Linked DNA regions of Sus scrofa: region 1 is linked to region 2. Evidence: chromatin contacts called from public HiChIP or PLAC-seq data. All regions are on one chromosome and are shown on one strand. Each heading gives the region's core, a stretch centred on a gene start, on an enhancer-like site or on the middle of the called end of the contact. The rest is flanking DNA. Distances are from core to core; before and after follow the strand shown. Region 1 holds the start of UNC5CL (UNC5C-like protein). Region 2 overlaps LOC106504407 (a long non-coding RNA gene).

The links. HiChIP or PLAC-seq counts read pairs in DNA pulled down with a chosen protein or histone mark.
Region 1: a contact with region 2 is called in an H3K27ac HiChIP or PLAC-seq map of skeletal muscle. The contact joins the promoter of UNC5CL here to the enhancer-like site in region 2. A contact is called at or near these places in 5 of 47 Hi-C or Micro-C datasets (brain, embryonic fibroblasts, epiblast stem cells and 2 more) and 1 of 2 datasets of contacts at active chromatin or transcription factors (skeletal muscle).

What each region holds. Positions count from the first base shown.
Region 1 is chr7:36,345,722-36,348,983 of Sscrofa11.1, forward strand. UNC5CL (UNC5C-like protein) reads right to left here and starts at 1,688. Exons shown (of 9, transcript XM_013977897.2): 1 at 1,384-1,688. TSPO2 (translocator protein 2) reads left to right here and starts at 1,306. Exons shown (of 4, transcript XM_021098667.1): 1 at 1,306-1,386.
Region 2 is chr7:36,301,127-36,304,490 of Sscrofa11.1, forward strand. All of the region lies in intron 1 of LOC106504407 (a long non-coding RNA gene), which reads right to left. Among named protein-coding and RNA genes, the nearest start is that of TSPO2, 44 kb to the right of the region's middle. Within about 2 kb of position 1,490, at least 18 of the 83 cell types and tissues checked have an H3K27ac peak or open chromatin away from gene starts, as enhancers often do. A contact at or near this core is called in skeletal muscle, where this site is marked.

The DNA of each region.
Region 1 (3,262 bases), core at 438-2,937, 45 kb after region 2:
TGGGGGGGTCAGAGCTGCTGGCTTCCCCTTCATTTGCAGCCAATCCTTCTGGTCCCTCCACTGTAAAGATAATTGGAATTATAACCGTAATCATAGTAGCTAACGTCCAAGGAGCTCTACTCCGTGCCAGGGTGTTAAAGCGCTCTACGTGGCCGAGCTCATTGGAGCCTCACAGCGACTTTATGAACTAGCTGTTATTTTTATCTCCATTTCACAGATAAGGAAGCCAAGTTTTCTCTCCCCTCCCAGTGGGGACAGAGGGTAGAAGATTAAGCTGCAACTGAAGGCAGAAGGGAAGGATGAGCAGAGACGACAAGAGCTTCCAGAAACACCCCCTTTCTCTTTCTCTGCCCCTTCTGTTCCCCCCGGGGGGGTCTCTTCCTGTCCACTGCGAGAGGAAATGAAGTTGGAAGAGAGAGACACAAAGATAAATTGAAGAAACAATAAATAGAAGGAGCTGAAGGCACATCCTTGGTGCCACAGCAAGTGGTACCCCCCCACCCTGTGCCCACCAAGGTGCCAGATATGGGGAAAGAAATGGGGGGCTCGCTGTTTCTATAGCAACAACCTTCCCCTGACACCTCCAAAGACCAGAATCAAATCCCCTGCACCCCATTGGGTGGCCCAGCGGAGTTCCCTTGCCCACCCTTCCAATCGGGAGGGTGTCTCACAGCGCCCCATTCATTATGGGTTCTGCAGCAGGTTAACTCCTCCCCCTCTAGCTCGGCCCCCCTTCTCCAAGACTGACAGCTCTCTATCCTCCCCTTAGCCCCAGGAGGGGGAAGGGTCGATCATCTACAGCACAGCAACCAGGTCAGTGCAGACCGGAGCCCCGTCACCCCAGCCCCACGCCTGACTCTTTATTAACCCCGCCTCCAGTTTGCCTTGTCCCAGCCCCAGGATCATCCTGGGTAGCACTCTCCGCAGATGGGGGGCCTTAAGGATGCCACCATCACCTGTCCCTGGGGAATCGCCTCCTCCACCACAAGGATCTAGGCTCCTGGGCCAAAGCCCTGCTCTTATCCTTTAAGGAAACACTCAACTCTTCTCCCATGTCACCAGTTCCTATTGCGTCAACTCAATCCCTGAACCGTCTCTAGTTAGTGAAGGATCTAAATTGTACTGCGATGAATGAGTCCAAACCTAAGTCCTAGGCAGCATTCATCAGCCCAGTTTATATTCTCGTAGCGCTGACCCCTGGTCCTCACATGCCCTGGGCAGTGGCCCTCCCTCAAGCCCCTTTCTCCTCGCCTCCTCCAGTGCAGGGTCTCCACACTCTGCCAGGTCTGGCTGAGCGGGCCAGGCTCCTCCCCTGAGCCCCAGGTGGCCCCGTCGTCGGAATACCCAACCCTCCCCAGCTGCACCAGGGGGTGCTCCCCTTACCGGGTAAGTGCTCCCAGAGGCTGCCGGCTTGTCCAGGAACAGGAGTTCCTTCTCTGAGAAATAGAGAGGTCAGCCTGACCCCGTCACCAGGCCAGCAGACAAGTGGAGGTGGGCGGGGAATCCAGGCGGGTGTGGCCTGGCGCTTTCTGCTTCCCGGCAGAGCCCTGGCCCCGGACGCCCTAAAGGAGGGTGGGGGACTCTGTCCCTGTCTGTTGGCAAAGTCCAGCTAAGGTAAGGGAGTAGCTGGGGATCCCATAAGTCAGTGGACTTAGCAGTCTAGGTCTGGAAGGGAGGGGACAGAGGGGACAACCTGGGTACAGGGGAAACCTCCCCACAGTGCCCTCTGCTGGTCAGTGCCGTCCCTAGCCGGAGGCTATTGAAAAGGCACAAGGTAAGAGGAACCCTAACCAGAGCTGCTCAGACTGTAATGTGTACACAAACCACCAGAAGGACCAGGGACCGTGTTAGAATGCGGGTTCTGATCCTGTAGGTCTGGGTGGGGCCTGATGTTCTACATCTTAGAAGCCAGTGATGCCACTGCAGCCTGTCCAGGGAGCTTAGACCATGCCTAGTCCCACCCCTTCCTGCACAGTATGATGGTGGAAGCACTCAGGGAGTTAATGACCCACAAGTTGCTGGCAGCCTTGGGACGTACCCATATCAGCTCCCTACCCAAGGCTCTTTCCATGGCCCACATGGATGCTGCCACCTAGGGGAGAACGCTTGCCAGCCTATCCTTCCTTAGACACTGCCACTGGAGTGAGATCTCTGTGTACAGAGGGATTTTTTTTCCAGCTGTTTGCTCTGTATCCTCAGCTCCTGGTATAGCCCAATCCATAGCAGGTGTTCAATAAAAGTTTGAATGAGGGAGTTCCCACTATAGCACCATGAGGTAAGGATCTCACTGCAGGGAACTGCTGTTGTGGTGCAGTGGAAACAAATCAGACTAGTAACCATGCGGTTTTGGGTTCGATCCCTGGCCATGCTCAGTGGGTTAAGGATCCAGCATTGCCATGAGCTGTGGTGTAGGTCGCAGATGTGGCTTGGATCTTGCGTTGCTGTGGCTGTGGCGTAGGCCGGCGGCTACAGCCTAATTGGACCCCTAGCCTGAGAACCTCCATATGTTGCAGGCACGGCCATAAAAAGAACAAAAAAAATTTTTTTTTAAATAAATAAAGACTTGGATGAATGAGTGAGCCAGATGAGAGGAAAGAGGAAGTACTTTGGAGCCAGACTGCCAGCCCTGAACCTGGTGACCCACCTGCGGGCTGTGCCATCGGAGGCCCATTGCTCAACCCCTCTGAGTCTCCCTTCCCCTGCCTATCAAATGCACATAATAATATTTACCTCGTGAGGCATAATGATGGCCATTATTGAGCTAATCAAGTGCGTACCACGACATGGTTGCTCCGTAAGTGGTAACTTGTCCCCATGGTCTGGCATCCAGCAGCAGAGGAAGCATGTAAACTCCCCCAGCCCCACAGTGATTGTCTTTGCAGAAAATAAGTAACTAATTGCTGCTGCTTTGGTCTTAGCTAATGATTCTCCAGCCTCTTGTCCTGGACTGCAAACCCCTGCCCTCTTCGGCCTTTCTGGGAGAAGGGGATAAACCCCTCTAAAGGGTGCCCAGGTCCCCAAAGGGGACGGAAGGGGCAAGGGAATGTTGGAGAGCGGCCAACCTGGAGAGGGGACCTCATGCCTAAAGGACCAGCAAGGAGCAGGTGCTCAGAACTGTGATAGAGACGAAGAGGGAAGGTGTTAGTCTTTGCTGAGCAAATTCTGTCTGAGTCACACAGGATGCTGCCTTCTCCTCTGAGTCATGAGTTTCTGGGGGTTTGTGCAACATCTGTCAAGCTTGATTCCAGGCCAGGAACAGCCA
Region 2 (3,364 bases), core at 240-2,739:
CTTAAAGAAAAAAAATATAAAAATAAAAAATAAGGTAAGCAGAAAGCATCCAGGATGACTGAGTCAGGGGCCCAGGTTCTATTTCTCAGTTAATGTCCATCATTATATTATTCCTGGACTTCAGCCTCTCTAAACCTCAGTTTAGAGAGGGTGCTAGGCCAGGTTCCCTCAAGTTTCCAATAGCATGAAAATTCTAACAAGCATATCTACCCAGTTATGCACATGATTCAACTGGAGGTCCATTCCTATAGTTAAAATTCAGCTCACTTGGGGAGCTCCCATTGTGGCTCAGCAGGTTAAGAACCACATCACGTCAGTGAGGATGCAGGTTCAATCCCTGGCCTCGCTCAGTGGGTTAAGGATCTGGGACATTGCTGCAAGCTGCAGCATAGATCTCAGATGCAGCTCGGATCCCGCATTGCTATGGCTGTGGTGTAGGCCAGCAGTTGCAACTCTCATTCAACCCCTAGCCTGGGAACTTCCACATGCCCAGGTGCGGCCCTAAAAAGAAAAAAAGAAAAATAATAAGCCTACTTGGAACCAATAGGTAATAAAGAGCATTTGCCATGCTGCTGCTCCTGAGAAGGAACTTGAAATAAACCTGGTGACCCCTCACTGAATAGATGAAGAAGCCAGAGCTCAGAGAGGAGAAGCAGCTAACCCAAGGTCACACAGCAAGTGAGAGGCAGAGTCAGACAAGAAGTCAGGACCCCTGGCTCCTTGTATGGTGAGTTCAGCATGACTGCAAATATTTTGAACCTCTTTCTGTTGAAAGTTGGGTCTATGTCTCCTGCTCTTCATCTGGGTGGCTCCTTGATGCTGTAGCCATAGGGGGTATGGAAGCAAAGCCACGTAGCTTCCCGAGACAAGGACGCAAAAGACCATGCAATTCTGCCTCCCGCTCGGAGACACTTTACTTGCTCTTAGAACCCTGAGCCTCGAGCCTCCAATCCAACGATCCTGAGAGCTCCCTGCCAAAGAGGCCACACGCAGATATTAGCCAGCCCAGCCCAGCTGCCAGACTTATGAGTGAAGAAACTGGATTCGAAGTGGTCCAGACCCCAGCGGTTGAAGACACCTCCACCATTCAAGTTCTCGCCTGAAGCCCCAGACACCAAGGAGCAAAGAAGAGCCATGCCCTGCCCTCTTGTACCTCCTGACCCACAGAATCTGAGAGCACGATAAAACAGCGGTGTTTTGGATCCTTAAGCTTTGGGGTGTTATTTTCACACAGCCGTAGGTAACTCCAAGCATTAGTCAACACTCACACTGGCTAATAACTGAGCTTGGGGCTCCCTGCCCCCGAGTGAGCTATGCCAGGAGGGTGTGACACCCCGCATCCTTGCTGAAGGTGGAGGGAGGTGGCCCCGCCTCCTCACCCACTCTCCATCCTGCCTCCAGGGCGGTCACTGGCACAAGCTTTCACCCCACTCCCCTGGCCAAGTTCTCCTCCGTCCTCCAGTCGTCCTTGTTTAGATCTCACACGTCAGACTAAGCTCTGGATAGGAAGTGATTTATTGATGTCTTTCACTAGCCTGAGAGCTCTCCCTGCATTTCCCAGCCAGCGCCCTCACCCCACTGTGGGCACGAAATCAACCTGCAGGGAGTGAAACTGATGGAGACACGTGATCCCGCCACTCCTGGACCTCCAACTCAACCTCCTCCAGGGAGGGCACGGTCCTTCCCTCTCCGGGCAGGCTCCCTCTGCTTCACAGCAGCCCAGGAGCAGAGAAGCGGAAGTGGCTGGTGCCACAGCAGAGGACAAAAACTGGGCCAGCTGGGCCCAGGACCCAGGGACGCGTGTTTCGTCTGACGTTGCCTTTAAGAGCGTAGGTATCCGGAAACCCCGGTTAATTTTCTTGTTCAAACATTGGTTTAAAATTGTTGGCTCTGGGAGAGATACTGTCCTTCAGCAGGTTCATTATAAACTTTGCAACTCCAAGGTCTGATTCAGCTGGAAAAGTTCCTGGTTGCTAAGAGACCAGAGAGCAAATTACCCGCTCACAAAAGACACCGCTAAGGCCAGTAAAACAAAACAAAACAAAGTAGGAAATGGGCCTCAAAATCAAAAACAGGGTAAATAAACTGGCTGGGAAAACGTCTGATTGGAAAACACAATTATAAATATTCTTCGCACTGAAATGTAATGATGCTCTGTCAGTAGCTACACTCTTTGTATTTTGTCTCTTGAAGGAAACAGCAGGGGGGCCCCTTTTCAGTCCTGAAATTCTGTATCCAGGAGTCAGAGGGAAAAACAAACTGTCCCAGTTGATAAGGAGGCAAAAAGAAAAAAAAAAAAAAAAAAGTGAATAAGGCTGCCTTTTTCATGCGCTCTCCCTGCCAGGTGGGTGACAGGCTGCCTGTGGCTGTGGCCCAGAAACATCCCTTCAAGGAAACAGAAAAACCTCCCTCAAGGAAAGGTTTCTGATGGCTGCTGGTGACACATCCCAGAGCCACAAGAGAGGGTACTGCCTCCCCCTCCAGGAGTAGGACAGACACTTGGGGATATGATCTAGGCATACAGAGTAAGAGTGAGCCGGGACTGGCCCAAAGAACAGTAATAAAGTACCAAATAGACCTCAGGTATTTCTTTCTTCAAAGCACTTTTTTTTTCTTCTTTTTTTCTTTTTACAACCACACCTACAGCATATAGAAGTTCCTGGGCTAGGAGTCCAATCAGAGCTGCAGTTGCAACCTGCTCGACAGCTTGCAGCAACACCAGATCCTAAACCCAATGATTGAGTCCAGGGATTGAACCTGCATCCTCATGGACACTATTATATAGGGTCTTAACCCACTGAGCCACAATGGGAACTCCCCTAACCTGCTTTAATAGCTGTGATTTTTAGTCATTGCTTTTCTGGCCGGATGATTGAATATCAAAAATGTTTCAGTAATGATGAAGAACAGAAAAAATGCTAATCTCTCTCAGTGAATCACATCTGTGGTGGAAATTCAGCTCCTCAGACGGAAAGACTTCCTAAGACCCCCTTGCTCTACTGGACCAATAGCACGAAAATCCCATAAGTAGAAATTACCAGTCTCTTGAGAAAGGAGTATGAAAATCTTAGGTGACCACGGAGGAGTCACAGGGTTTTGGAGCTCAGAGAAGAAAGGAAGTGGGAAAAAAGGTGGGGGATCAGAGATAGGAATTGGGAGAAAATTCAGCCCACCACTAGGCGTATGCCAGGGCGTTCTGGAGTGATGCGGCTAATAGCTATGTGACTAAACAGGTCCTACTTATCAATATTTGAGGACAGCAAAAGGATTTCCGAATATGATGGCTCCAACAAGCATGAAATCATTTCAGGGGAGAAAATACAATTCCCCACATGGCAGCTTCCTTCAGATCTTTTCTGACCGT